Linked DNA regions of Rattus norvegicus: all the other regions are linked to region 1. Evidence: chromatin contacts called from public Hi-C data. All regions are on one chromosome and are shown on one strand. Each heading gives the region's core, a stretch centred on a gene start, on an enhancer-like site or on the middle of the called end of the contact. The rest is flanking DNA. Distances are from core to core; before and after follow the strand shown. Region 1 holds the start of Mrpl13 (mitochondrial ribosomal protein L13). Region 2 holds the start of Dscc1 (DNA replication and sister chromatid cohesion 1). Region 3 holds the start of Sntb1 (syntrophin, beta 1).

Region 1 (4,796 bases), core at 736-3,235:
AGCACCCAATGAGGTCTTCCAGAAGGAACAGAGTATGGAATCCTCATATATGCACAGAAAGGACCCCTTACACAGTCCTATTCTGGAGTGTAAACCATGGCTGCTGCTGCTAGGACTAAGATAATACTTACTCAGCTGATGGTACACTGGTTTATGTAACCCCTGAAGTTTATTGGATGCTATGGCCGCAAGTTTGCCAGGGGGCTGCATTTTGCCATCCAAGAGATACCACATTCGAGCAAAAGTGGCCCATTGCTAGAAAACAAAGAAAAGGATGAAGAAAATTCTACTTAAAAATGGAAATAATTAAAAACATTACAACATGCTATCATGCATATTCTATAATCAATGCCAGCAATCACTTTGAAAAACAGACTATCACTAATTTTTTTTTTTTGGTGTGTGTGCATGTGTGTGTGTGTGTGTGTGTGTGTGTGTGTGTGAGCATGTGTATATTTTGTTTTCATTATCAGTTCTGAAGTCTTTTCCCATTGTTGTATTAGGATAGTCAGGCATGTTATACAGAAAGCTGGGAGGCTAATTGGCAACTGAAGATATCTCAAGAACTCAGTTCCAGGAGAGCTAATGGCAACTATGCAATCAGAGAAGTATAGCTGAGGTTCAACATGTCTGTGTGCGTGACGACTGGGATATACTTGACAACAGCCAAGCACTCTACCCCTGAGATACCTCACTAGCCCCTATTCCATGCTTTTGAGACAGAGTCTCATTAAGTTACTCAGCTTGGCCTGAGTTTACTCTGTAGCTCCCAAAGGCTTGAATGTAGAACTTTCCCCACTTCATTCTCTAGAATAGCTGGTACTACAGGCCTGTCTTCCAAGACATCTTTAGGTCATCTGATAAAAATCACTGGCTTCAATGTCTCCAAACTAAGGAAATTATCTCTGTTCCAGAAAGACCTTGTCCAGGTCCGTTCATATGCATACACACAGAAGTTATATGCTAGAAAAATACACTTAAGCTTGTGGTTTCGTATTGGTTATCCTCAACTTTAAACTATCCTACACATATGCAGAAGGCAAGTTTACCCCATCCCATGAGGACTAATGCTTTAAAAAAAAAAGCTTGATAAACAATGCAAATGCTGCCATACATCAACTCAACGTCAAAGTTTTAAAGTGTTGACTTTCACATCTGGTATTTACCTCATTACAGACAGGTAACAACTACATTTAATGGAGATGTACTTCAAGTAGCATCAGGCTAGGAATCATCTTGGATTAACATACCAGAAACTAATTCTTTCTCTTCTACTTAATACAGAGTATTTTGTGTGGCATACTAGAAATAGCATTCTAACTGAATTCTCCGTTTTGTCTTTCAAAGATCCCCCATCTGTGAACAGTCTTGTGATCAAGGGTGCTTAATCCTTTTGATAAGACTTCAAGGTCAAAACCCTACAACAGGTCTCCATTCCTTTTTAAACTCTTTTTAAAGCGCAGATCGATTTCAAGGTTGGCCTTGAACTTCTGATCTTTGTCCCTCCACCTTCCATGCGTGCACTACAATTACAGATTTATGCAGTGCTTGGGATAGAACCCAGGGCTTCCGGTATGCTAGGCAAGCACTACACTGCATCAGTTACAGCTCCACCCCCACCCCACCCCCGTCTCCACTGTACTAAACAAAAATAAACATATTTTAGTGGTTTTCACTGCCCCACGTCACTCAAACTATTATCTTACTTTAGTTCTCTCCTCAAGGAACTAAAGACACGAAAGGGGTAGGCTGAAGAGAGAAAGGAGCAACAAAACAAGGATATCAAGTGGTGGCCAGACTCACAACTCTCTGGTATGTGACTTCCTAAAGCAGCTCTTGGCTACAGGAGTCAGCTTCCTTGAATGCTCAGCCTCTGTATCAAATCCTTGTGAACCACTGCTCTTCATTTTCGCCATCGTACAGAGCACACTGTCCTGCCCGAAGCGTGCAAGCTCACCTGGGGCGCCTTTGAGAAGCTAGACATGCTCCCCAACCTACAGCGTCCTTTCCTTTGCTCTGGCCCAGCCGGGGCACAAGCACAATCTGTCCGGCTGGAAACAGAGAAACCCGAACACGAAGGTTCCTATCACTGTCGTGCATTCATCCGCTTCCCTGCTACTCTCGGGTCCCCGCCGGTAGCCGTTTCGTTATGAAAGGAGCAAACAGTGTGGCTACTGAGAGAATAATTTCCCAAAATAATTGGCAGGAAAACCAACGTAGGACAGTATTTTCCAGCTAACCTAAGCGGCAGGAAACCGGAAGTGCGCGTTGCGCGCGGCTCTTTTGAGACCTAAAACTGAGCCTGAGTGCGAAGAAGATGGATCGGTACTTGCTGCTGGTCAGCTGGAGGGAAGGAAAGTTCCGATCCGTGGCTGGTGGGGAGATGGAGCCCGGGACTGAGGCGTCATCCCTGGAGAGCACCGAGAAACAGCCTCGTAAGCTCTGGGCTGAGAAGAGGCGGGAAAGACCGGTGGGGAGGGAAGGATTTGAGTTTCTGAAGTCCCGGAGGGAGGAGCATAGGTCGAATGGTCCCGGGAACATACAACTCTCTGAAGTAGTTTTTATAAGAACTGAACAGTAGTATAATGTCAATGGAAAAGATATAAAATTGTGGGTATTGGATGCCAGTGTCCCAAGTGCTTGGCAAACTGAATATTTACCCGGTTAAATCTCCTGGTGGCATAGTAATCGAATTTTTGCTTTCTGGGGAAGGTATGCATTTAGAAAGTAGTAACCCTTGGTGTACCACCTTGAAGAAAATACAGAAACGATAGGTTTTGCAGATCTGAGTTTCCATTCTATTAAGGGAACATGCCACAGTAAAAAAAAAAAAAAGAAAAAAAAAAGGAATGACCGGTTTTAAAAGATTTTTAGCTGCTTTTAGTTTTTTGTTTGCATTGTTTTTTGATGTACCTGACTAGTCTTTATTACATTTTCTTTGTTTCGATTAAGCAGACATTTTGAGGAAGAAAAGTATATAGTTCATATATACATCTTTTGGAAGGAAGTTTTGATTTCTTTTACTGATTAGCATATATAAATCTGGAGAGTTGATTGTTTTCTCTGCTGTGTCAGCACTAGAATAGACTTGATCAACATATATATGGTATATACAACTTACTGGCCTTCAGATACTCTGGTAGTGAAATTGAAACAGACCTAGATTATGTTAACTCTTGAGCCCACTGAATTAGGTCTTTATTTTTATAGATTTGACAGCAACCAATATTTATCACCTCTTGAAGAGAAGCATTAATGATTCAATCCATCCAGATGATAGTACGTTCCCCGGTAAGTACAACAGTGTAATGAAATTCCCCCCTAAAGTCTGACACAGCATTTTATTGGAAATCAGTTAGTTTGATAGCCTAGGAGTATAAGAAATACTTGTTGACTTTGAATGAGGCACAGGGATATGGGGGTATCTTAAATTTTCAACTACATTATTATTCCTGATATTCAAATGTTGTAAGTTGTTATAAAAGTTATTCTGGACTTCCAACTTGAGTTCTGCTTCTGTGTAATTCTTGCTCTCCTAGAACTCTTATCTACAGACCGGGCTGGCCTTGAACTCTCAGAGATTCACCTGCTTCTGTCTCCTTAGTGCTGGTATTAGAGGCATGGGCCACCACCACTGCCCTGCTTGTGGACACATTGTTAAAGTTCCTACTCTGACTTAACATTACCACACGTGGGTGTTTTATTTCTTGTCCACTTTTACTGATTATCTTAAAACAAAAACAACTTTGTGCTTGCTAAAGATAGTGTTTTTCCTCTCAGTTCTCAACTGCTTTGACCTTTTGAAGTTATCTGACTCTTTTGGGCAAGAAATCTTTCCTACTTTTAGCTCTATTGGCATTTTACAAATAGCTCTATTTGCTTTAATAATTTCCTTCTTTATCTGATAATATCCTTTAAAGGCCCAGACAATAGGAATATGGAGACAGATCAAATCCTAAAAGCTGTTGGAAATATTTATAGATAGCAGGAAAAATGTCATTTTGAGAGCTGCAGCTCTCATGATTCTGTTATAATCTGTTCCCTTCCTTATTAGAGGACCTTCAGTTTCTTGGGCAGCTTTCGCCCCTAAGGATTGATTTCCAGTATGTAGGTGCTGCACTAGCCTATTGTCCAAGTTCTAATGGTACTCGTATTAATTTCTGAAGTTGGTGAAGTTTAGACAGTGCTACTATTGCAGCAAAGATTTTCCCTCATTCATGCATTAAATGTGTATGTAAAAGAGCTCTTGAGAATATTCTAGACTGGGTTCTCATGAAAGTATTCTTTCTGCTTATATGTGCATGTTTCTTATAAGACACACCTTTACCCCAGTAATGCAGAACTCTGCAAGTGACAGTGTACTGAAGGCATGAGAGATCATTCCAATACAATAATCAATTAGACATTAGAGTTGTTCCATGACCTGTAACATTCTTATCAAAGCTAATTAAAAACTCTTGTTGGTTTTTAATGGCTCAGTGGATAGGGTTGCTTGCTGCCATGGCTGATAACCTGAGTTCATTCCAAGCGGAGCCTAGAAATTGTCTTCTGATTTCCACACAGAGCTGTGACACACAGGTGCCTACACACACACACACACACACACACACACACACACACACACACACACACACACAGAGTATGATTTAAAAAAATTCAAAACACTGATTGGTTTTCAATATTTAAGACAGTGAAAAAAGTAGTAAAGGTAATATTTACTGTGTATTCTGCAAATTAAAACGTGAGATACACTACAATTGAAGTATTTTGTTTCTTTGTTAAAACTATTGAAAATA
Region 2 (4,796 bases), core at 1,026-3,525, 470 kb before region 1:
TGTAGGAAGACAGCTACAGTGTACTTATATACATAAAATAAATACATAATTCCTTAAAAAATATCCTGGGATATGTGAGAGCTAGCTAGCTTTCTGGTACTTAAGCAAAGAAAAATAACTAATACAGGCCAGAAAGATTCAAAGAGACCTGAAGGTCGAATATCACCAAAAACATGCTGAGAAAAATCAAAAGATAATTCATCAAGATGCTGTGGTATTCAGTTGGCTGACGGGCCAACAGTCATACTCACTTGTGACCTAGCAATTAGGAGGTGGGGGCAGGAGGATCAGGAGTTTCAAGGCTACGAAGTAAGATGGCAGACGGTGGGTCTGAAGTGAGCCTGATCTACTTAGGATCCTTTCTAAAACCAAAACAATGACAAAACCAAAGCACCAGACAAACCGAAAAGCAAAAGAAAGAAGTCTTCTAAAGCAGGCTAATGTGGTACTGCACTTCTCACGTAGAGATGTGGTAGGGAGTGCTGAAAGGAAGCAGGCTCCGATATGATGGGTGTGGATCAGACCTAGGACTCTGCATCTCTAACAAGTTCCCAGAGCAGACAGCTGGTAGCACTCAAGTCATCCATGCTTTATTCTGCATAATCAAAGGCACACAGCATGGCCTAGTCGGCAGCTATATGGCAGAGAAGCTGGGACCTAAGGAGAGACTGCAGCACTACGTGAGAACTATGTCTACAAAGGAAAGTTTGCCGTAGCTGAAGGGAAGATGAAGGTGAGGAGGGAAGGGAGCAAAGACAAAGATGGTAGGGTGTTGGCTCTGGGATTTCGCTGCTTACGGTGCACTTTAAAACTGTGTACAGTTCACTTCCCTTAACTAAATAACAATAAATAATCTAAAATATAAGGCTCGAGTTATACTAAAACGTAACTTTAGTATAAAGAGTAAAAGGGTTTTTGGTTTGGTTTTGGTTTTTTTAGACTCTTAGTGCCAATAATGTTTATTGGGTCCAAGTACCTACTCTTTAACAGTCATTTCTACATCCTATTACTCCCACTTGGAAATATTTTGTTAGTAGAAAGGTAAGACCAAGAGTTCAAGGTCATCCCAGGCTAGTTAAGGCCAGCATAGGATACATGAGACCCTGTCTCAGAAAAGGAAAGTAAAGTAAAGTAAAGTAAAGAAAAGAAAAGAAAAGAAAAGAAAAGAAAAGAAAAGAAAAGAAAAGACTAAAAGTGAGGGGTACGCTGAGTTCTAGAAGCCTATAACGGAAATACTCTACCACTCAACCAGGACTAGCCCAGCCAGAGGCCTAGATTTTAAAATCCAAGGTCTTGCCAGCAACTTTGTAGTTGACCCGGAATTAAAAACAGCTCCAGATCCTCAGTAAGTGACCCCAAACAACCCCGGGTCACAAGCAACAGCAGTCTGTTAGGCTTTAAACTTCTGCCTCTTTTGTCCTACTTACTGTTCAAGTAAAAGAAACCCAAGTGCAAGCCAGGTACTCTCTACATAGGTACTGCCACTATACTCAGAGATAGCCCGAGTGTTCGGTAGAGTCCTTGGCATCACCACTAAGCCCTTCAAAACCCCCCGATCTTCCTTCTTGACATTCTCCCGCTGGCATCCGTCTCCAAGTTCAGTGCAGTCCTGCTATCAAGTCAGTCTAGCAGAAGCATTGATCCCTCCGCACAGATGACAGCAGCTGAGGATCCGCCCACCGGCCAGAACGGGCCCAATCAAAGCAACTCTCCGGACCAGTTCCTCCTCCGGAGTTCCCCCGGCTACACGCAGCAAGTGGGAGGCCTCTGTGAAGCCTGGGAATCGGTGCACCCCGACCCCACCATCCCGGCTCACCTGTCCCCGGCCTCCAGCTGCTGGCACAGTGCTGGCTCCAGCTCCAGCAGGCAGAAGTCGCCGGTGGCCGCGCCGCTGGTCCCGGAGCCGAAGCTCAGGCAGTGCACAGTGGGCAGCAACTCGGCGGCATTTAGCTTGGCGACCTGCAGCGTCGCGTCCACTTCCTCGCGGGTCCTCCGTGGAGCGGTCGGTCCGGGCATCCCGCAGCACGGAGAAAGGCGTGTCATCGACCCGAACTCCCGGGACTCGGAAAGCGCGCCAAAACCCGCTGGAGTCAACTTCCGGGGCGGGGCGAAGTGGAGTAGGGCGTGTCCCGAGAAAGTCGGAAAGCATCCAGACTCCCGTGTCCCAAAGCAGTTTGCTCATAATGTGCAAGCCCTAGATTGCTTAGGGGAAAGCACGGTTTCCCGGAGGAGACCAGAAAGGTTGTGTTAGCAATTCTGTGTCCCTGCGGGACCAAGCATGGAACTTGCACCCACCCCTTCCTCCACCCTGAGCCCGCCCCCTTCCTTCCCGCCAAAACTCCTTTCCTCACCTGCTGCTGTGGGTTCTGTGATGAGATATTTGTGCGCAGAATTTCATTAAGCCGTTACCACAACCCAGTGATCCCGTCATGCAGAAGCGAGCAGGATGCTTGCCCAATGGTGGCACAGCCTTGAGATGGCAAAGTCTGAATCCAGCTTGGTCTATGGTGGCTCAATTGTGCAGATAGATAGTCCAGGACCAGAAACCAGATCCTGGCAGCAACAGATGCAGCATCTCATTTGTTTGGGCTTGGAGACCACCTTAGATAATTTGAGGTAATTTGCCTCCCGTTGGTTAAATACTTCATTTGTGCTAAGTGGCGCTTGAGACTTCTATCCGCAGGAACAGCCTGCCTGGCATACTCCTGGGAGAGGCTGGCTAACTCAGCACCGCACGGTGTGATGTTTTCTTTGCCAAAGCTTACAATGACCTGAAACTGTTTTAAAATGAAAACTCATTCATAGACTCGCATCCATGCACTTGAAACTGATGTGGGAGCTCTCTAAGGGATGCCGTAAGACTGCTGAGGACTGGCTGTTGGTTTCAACTGAAAGTTGAAATAGTAAGAGGAATAATTGTTTTTAGAGAGGGTGGTTTCCCACTCCCTTCCTGTAAAATAAATATATAAGGAAGTAAATAAGGGAGGCCAAGATGATCCCAGTCCATCAGGTTAAAAACCGACATGAGCCAGGTAGTGCTGGCATCATACCTTTAATCCCAGCATTCAGGAGGCAAAGGGAGGTTCTCTTGAGTTCGAGATCAGCCTAGACTGTAGAATGAGTTCCAGGACAGTCAAGGCTACACAGAGAAACATTGTTTCAAAACTCAAAAACAACAGACAAAAACATCTGAACCACCAGGCAGGGTAGTTAAGTCCCAGCACTCATAAGACAGAGGCTGGGGAATCTCTAGGCCATTCTGGTCTACATAGGGAGCTCCAAGCTAGCCAAGGCTAGATGACCTCATCACAAAAACACAACAAAAATCAGATGCCATAAGAAAAATGATGGAAAGTGTCAAGAATTTATTACTGGTTATCACTGAGATGGCTCAAGGTTAAAAGTGTTTGCCATGCAAGCAGGATGAACTGACTTCATGCCCCAGAAGATACAGTTGAAGGAGAGACCCACCTTCCCAAAGTTGTCCTCTGACCTGAACACATGCCCCATGGCACACATGCACACATACCTTCACATACACTTAAAACACAGTAATACTAAATAAAATGATATTATTTGGAAGATAACCAGCCAGCCATTGAAAGTGTGTTTAAAGGGACACATTCAAGCTGGTAAGGTGGCTCAGAAGTTAAAGGAGCTCACTGCCAAGCCTGATGACCTGAGTTCAAACCCCAGAACCTACAGTAGAAGGAGAAAAACTGCTCCTGAAAGTTGTCCTCTGACCACCACATGTGCCATAACACGTGCGCGCGCGCGCGCGCGCACACACACACACACACACACACACACACACACACACACACACACAATCATCAAATTTTAAAAGTTAAGGATTCGGTAGGGTAGTGTCTTAGTTGGGGTTTTATTGCTATGAAACGACATCATGACCAAGGCAACTCTTATTAAGGAAAACACTTAATCGGGGACAGTTTACAGTTTCAGAGGTTCAGTTCATTATCTTCATGGCAGGAGGTTTGGCAGTGTGCAGGGAGACATGGTGCTAGAAGAGCCAAGAGTTCTACATCTTGATCTACAGGCAGCAGAAGGAGCTGTGTATTACACTGGCTGTAGCTTGAGTGTATGAGAACTCAAAGCCACAGCGACAGACATAGTTTCTTCAAGTAGGCCACACCTCCTACTAGTGCAGCTCTCTATGGACCAAGGATCCAAACAGGAGTCTATGGGGGCCATTCCTATTCAAACCACCACACATATATAGAGAGAAAAGGGGCATTTTCCAGTCGACAAATCAGGCTTGGGAACCTTCCTGTATTCAGAGCTTTGTGACCTTCAGCAATTTACTTATTTTTCCTAGCTTCAACCTCTTGTTCTGAAGTGAGGAAAGCTTAATAAGAGGCAGCTAAGGTTTTATTCTTACTTATCATTACTAATCGATTTAATGAGACCAAATTGAGTGTCTTATTGCTGCAACAAAAATACCCTGACAAAAGCAACTCCAGGAAGGGTTTATTTTGGCTTGAAATTCCAAGGGGATGCAGTCTGTCTCCTTGGGAGAAGGCATGGTGGCAGAGCAAGCAGTGCCTGGCCACACTGCACCCACGGTTAGGAAATGGAGAGAAAGGGATCCTGGTGCTTAGCCTGCCACATCCATGCAGACATAAGACATTCTTTCTACAGATGCTAGTGAAACTCACTGGGTCACAGGAGTAAGAGGAGCATGAAATAGAAGAGAGGCTAGTTAGGAAGTTGTGGGGAAGGGGTCAGTGAGAGTGGGTAAGGGTGGAGAGACAGTATATTTATTCATCATAATAATG
Region 3 (4,796 bases), core at 1,557-4,056, 360 kb after region 1:
ACACACGCACATGCACACATATACACACTTACATACACACACACTTACACACACACATGCACACACACATACACACACACCTTTTTCTAGTATTTTCAATCCAGGGAGTCATCTTTTTTTTTCTTTATGTGTAAGAGTCGTTTTTAATGTCCTTGGCAAGTTATTATCTATTAAATTGAAATCCAAGTCAGGAAGAAGGGATTAGTAAGGGGCATACCTGAAGTAAAATATGATCTTTTTGTTACCCCCTCCATCTATATTTTCAGTATTGATTACAAACTAAACAGGTGTCCAGAAGTTGATAGTCCAAACTACACTCTCACAAGATCCTACCTGTCCCTTGTCACCCAAACCAACACATACTTGATCAAGAATTTTTCTCCTGTTTACTTATGTTAATCATCAAGCCAAACCAAATAGCCTTCTAGGTTCTGGCTTCAGAGGCAGTGACTATGAAGACATCACAAATCCTCTAGACAAGTCAAGAAGGAGAAAAGTCCCTTTGTGTTCCTGGCCGTGAGGCAGACCATCACATAGCCAGGAGGTTTCATCCCATGTCACATGCCAATCGAACTGGCTTCACACACCAGTACCACAGTTGGGTGAACAGGGAACTGATTACACCGGAGTTTAAGGGCTTAAGTCAATCACCACGTTATAAAGTCTAGGTTGGAACATGATCTCAGTAGCTGAGTTAATTTATTCCCTCACCCTGCATGCGTGTCATCCAAGCTCCGGGGAGCCCCATCTAAATAAAAGACCTCTGAATAACTCAGTCTGTAGTTAGGAAGAAGCTGAGAAAAATCGATGAAATGATCACACAGGGAGTGCCAGCGGAAGTGTGTACAAAGAGCTACAAAGACAGAAAACTAGAGCTGGGGAAAAGGAAACTGATCGTGAGTCCCGCACCTCCACCCCCCATATTGCCACATCCAAACTGGTACTTCCTAGTCTATAGCCATTGGATGATTATAGGCTTGAAGACACCAGATTTTCAGAGTTTCGAAAGTTCTTCACATTCATAGGCAGGGAAATCTGTTTACAAATGCAGACTGGATTTCACACTTCTCCGGGAGACACAAGCAGAAAAAAGAAAACACTTCACCAGCTCTCCACCCAGAGGAACGTGGAATCCGGACTGACCGGCTGAACACCCTGCAGGGGAAGTGAACTCCTGCCTAAATCGGCAACATCTTTCCCAGCCTTTGGCACTGCTGAAAACTGCATGGCCTCACGGACTCTTTCCAGTGCTGGAGGGAAAGGAAGTGGAAAAAGCATGGCTGGGTTTTAGCGTTCAAATACTGCCACCTCTCTCTGGCTTTTTTACCCTTCACGTCTGTTTCACAGTTGGATTGCCCAGGCTGTGAAAATTTTGCCAAAGTAGAAAAGTACCAGAGCTACCATGAGTCAGTGGCCCTGCTTTGCAATGTGGTCAGATGCAAATCCGTCCATTCTCCATTTCCCGGCCCATTTCCCAGGTTCCACATTGCACTTGGATTGTCCGCAGCTAAAAAATATGAAACCACGTGTACCGATAAGTATGAAACTTCCGACAATAGTGCACTAAAGCACTCCATCCGAGCCAGGAAAACCCAGGCAGTCCAATCTTTTAGTACAGTGCCCTGGGTCGGGGCCAGAGTGGAGAAGATGAGCTGTCCCCAGGTAGTAAAAGTTGTCAAAAAAAAAAAAAAAGTCCACGCCTGTCACTGCCTTTGCAAAAACACAGGCACAGTGGGGTCCTTGGGCTGCGGGGAAGTGGCTGGTGAGTGAGAGTGCGCCGATGGGCAGTAGTGTGAGTGGTACTGCGGGGTAAGGCCCGCGCAAGGTTAACCCCTTACCTTCCAGCAGCACTTCCTTGCCTGCGCGCTTCAGCGCCTGTACTGCCTCGTCGTGGGTGGCGTCCCGCAGGTCTGCTCCATTCACTGACAGGATGGCATCGCCCACGTACAGGGCTTGGGTCTGATCGGCTGCCAGCCCCTTGAAGATCTTGCTGATGAGTATGGGCATCTTGTTTTCCTTGCCCCCTTTGATGCTAATGCCCAGCCCGCCCAGCTCCTGCTTCAGGACCTTCACGCCCCTCTTCTGGTTTGAGATGGACTCAGGCACCTGCTCTGGCAGGTCGGTGAAGGCGGTGCGGACCCCGGCAGGAGAGTCCGGGGCTTGAGGCACACCAGTGCCCGGGTGCCCGGTCCCGGAGCCCCTGCAGAACGAACCATTGGTGGTAGTCCCTATGCCGTTGTACGCCGTAGCGCCCTCCTCGCAGCTCAACACCAGGGCGTCCTCGCTCAAGTTCACCAGAACTTTATGCCAGCGATCCCGCACCAAAACTTCCAACAGTCCGCTCCGCTGCGCCCGGGCGCCTCCACCGCCAGCCGGCGCAGCCACAGCCGCTGCCGCTGCCGCTACCGCCATCTTTCCAGCATTCTTAAAATGCCATGTGATTGCAAACGGGGGAAAAGTGGAGAAGGGGTGAGGGTGAGAGGACTCGGGGTAGCTGGGGCGTGGAAGAAGCAGATGCCCCGCAGCGCGCTCTTGGATCCCGGACTCCACTCCCCGTGTTCGCGGCTGCACTGGGCGCCAGTTGGCAGCGGCGGAGCTTGTTCCCCCCTCGCCTGATCCTGGGCGGGGTGGAGCAACCTAAAAGAAGAAGGAGAGCCCTCGACAGGGGAGGAGGGAAAAAAGCCAGCTGCCAGTTGCAAAACCCCAAACCGAGAGGAGCCGCGGAGCGGCCAAGTGCTATTGAGAACCGGTAGGAGGAGGCAGGGGCGGGGACCCGGAGCCCCAGCCGCTCACCTGTTCGCCACTGCAGCGTCACACTCCCACGTCGCGCTGTCTCAGACCCGGGTGCCTCAGTTCGCATTTGCACCTTGCCGCAGCTCCCCAAAACCTACCAGGTCACAAGCCACTACATCCACCCCGCAGCAACTCCCTCTCCTCTCAACTCTCCATTTTTGACGGGCTTCCACGCTCACCTTTTGCAGGTGTGCTCACTCTGTCCTCTTGATTCAACTCCTCTCCCTCCTCCCGCAGTTTTTTGAAGACCCAAGTCCTCAGTTCTCATCCTCTTAACTCCCAGGCCTCTGGAAAGGAAACTGCGGAGAGAGATTCTAGGCTGCGCCAGGAGCGAGGGGAAAGCTGTCACAAGAACACAGAATGAAGCCTCACCAAGCCAGGGTATCCCTACTCTCTAAGTCAATGTAAGGGGAATTTGAAGACAAGGGGACTTTCTTTCGGTATCTACTCTGAATTTCAACAGGGCACTGCCTGCCTCATCTCCAGGACAAGTGTCTAACTCAATGTCTGCTTTTTGTATTGCTCCATACGTCCCCCAACTCCACCCAATGCTTCTCAGGGCGTCCTCTTTCTCAGATTCCATATTGGAAATGTCTTCTTCAAAAACTAAGAATAAGCTCATTCTCCAAGTTCCCCGAAACTGCTTGTTTGGCTCTTACTCTGCTCTGTCCCAAGGTAACAGCACTGTAATTCTTGGTTCTCATCCTAGGCCAATCAGGAAGTGCCACCTTAACTGTAACCCAAGCCATAGCTGGGCATCCCAGAGTTCTTCCGCCTACCTTAAGCAGGTCACACAGTTTACTTAAACTGTGTTAAGACTTACTGGTCTTCCTGCTGCTCTCTCTCCTTTCCCCAGAAGACAGAATAAAATGCAGAATCTGCTCATTCTGGAAGGCGAAGTTCACCTGATAAGATGGCAGTAGGAAGAGGGTCTTTGGTGACCTGCATGTCATTACCTCACTGATGGGTATGAGTAGTAAACTGCTCCAGTTCTTTCCAGACTTAATCAGGGAGGCTCGAAAACACTGTGAAGTCTCAGGCAGGGTTACAGAACTCGGTGAAAATGCTTGTCACTACAGCTCACATCGAGCTTTCCACTGTCCTCCTCCTATAAGTTTTACCCTTCCATATTTCAAAAGAGAAAGTCTTCATTTTTTTCATGCAAACCTGCCCACACCAGGGCCAGGAGCCCCAAGGAGTTCTTCAGTCCTTTCTGCTGGACTGGGTTAGCCAGGGAAACAACACAGATGACACCATTGTTGGGAAGAAAGCTGGCGGTGGGGAGGGGAGAAGAGAGAAAGAGACAAGGAGACAGACAGACAGACACACACACAGAGACACACATAGAAACACACAGAGGAGAGAAAAACAGGCAGACATACAGACAACACGCAGAGACACACAGAAACAGACACAAAGAAACAGAGACAAACAGAAACAAAGGGACAGAGACACAGACACAGACACATACAGAGACAGACACACACACACACACACACACACACAGAAAGAGAGAGAGAGAGACAGAGACAGAGAGAGAGGCAGACAGACAGGACCAGGAAGGAGAGGGAGAAAGAGGGAGAAAGAGAGAGGGAGGGAGGGAGGGAGGGAGGGAGGGAGAGAGAGAGAGAGGGAGGGAGGGAGGGAGAGAGAGAGAGAGAGAGAGAGAGAGAGAGAGAGAGAGAGAGAGAGAGAGAGATATTTGGCCTTTGGTTTGGAGGCTGAGGTTTCAGGCCCTTCATCACTAAGTGTTTGCTTTCCAAATATAAAACACTAACGTTGGCATAGGTACCAGAACGCCAATGTGAGGATGGAAAAATCAAAACTAACCTGCCCGTGGACCAGAAATCCCCTAGCCAGCATCCTAGCATTTTGCTTTTGTGACTGTGCAATGGATGCATGCCAGACACACCCACAAAGTAATTGATCTATTAGCCATTAGAAATGGCAGGCTCTGGGATGGCTTTTTCTATGAATCTCTGTGCTAAGCGCATTTTCTTCTG

What was found. A called contact is a pair of places that touch in the nucleus more often than the background predicts.
Region 2: a contact with region 1 is called in a Hi-C map of liver, with 5 times the contacts expected there. The contact joins the promoter of Dscc1 here to the promoter of Mrpl13 in region 1. A contact is called at or near these places in 8 of 12 Hi-C or Micro-C datasets (Schwann cells, frontal cortex, hepatocytes and 3 more).
Region 3: a contact with region 1 is called in a Hi-C map of kidney, with 4 times the contacts expected there. The contact joins the promoter of Sntb1 here to the promoter of Mrpl13 in region 1. A contact is called at or near these places in 5 of 12 Hi-C or Micro-C datasets (the Rat2 cell line, Schwann cells, frontal cortex and 2 more).

What each region holds. Positions count from the first base shown.
Region 1 is chr7:88,860,836-88,865,631 of GRCr8, forward strand. It overlaps Mrpl13 (mitochondrial ribosomal protein L13), which reads right to left and starts at 1,986. Exons shown (of 7, transcript NM_001006985.1): 1 at 1,958-1,986; 2 at 132-255. The coding sequence starts at 1,984. It overlaps Mtbp (MDM2 binding protein), which reads left to right and starts at 2,104. Exons shown (of 22, transcript NM_001130717.2): 1 at 2,104-2,435; 2 at 3,211-3,291. The coding sequence starts at 2,318.
Region 2 is chr7:88,385,698-88,390,493 of GRCr8, forward strand. Dscc1 (DNA replication and sister chromatid cohesion 1) reads right to left here and starts at 2,276. Exons shown (of 9, transcript NM_001305236.1): 1 at 1,817-2,276. The coding sequence starts at 2,016.
Region 3 is chr7:89,216,211-89,221,006 of GRCr8, forward strand. It overlaps Sntb1 (syntrophin, beta 1), which reads right to left and starts at 2,807. Exons shown (of 7, transcript NM_001130542.1): 1 at 1,839-2,807. The coding sequence starts at 2,412.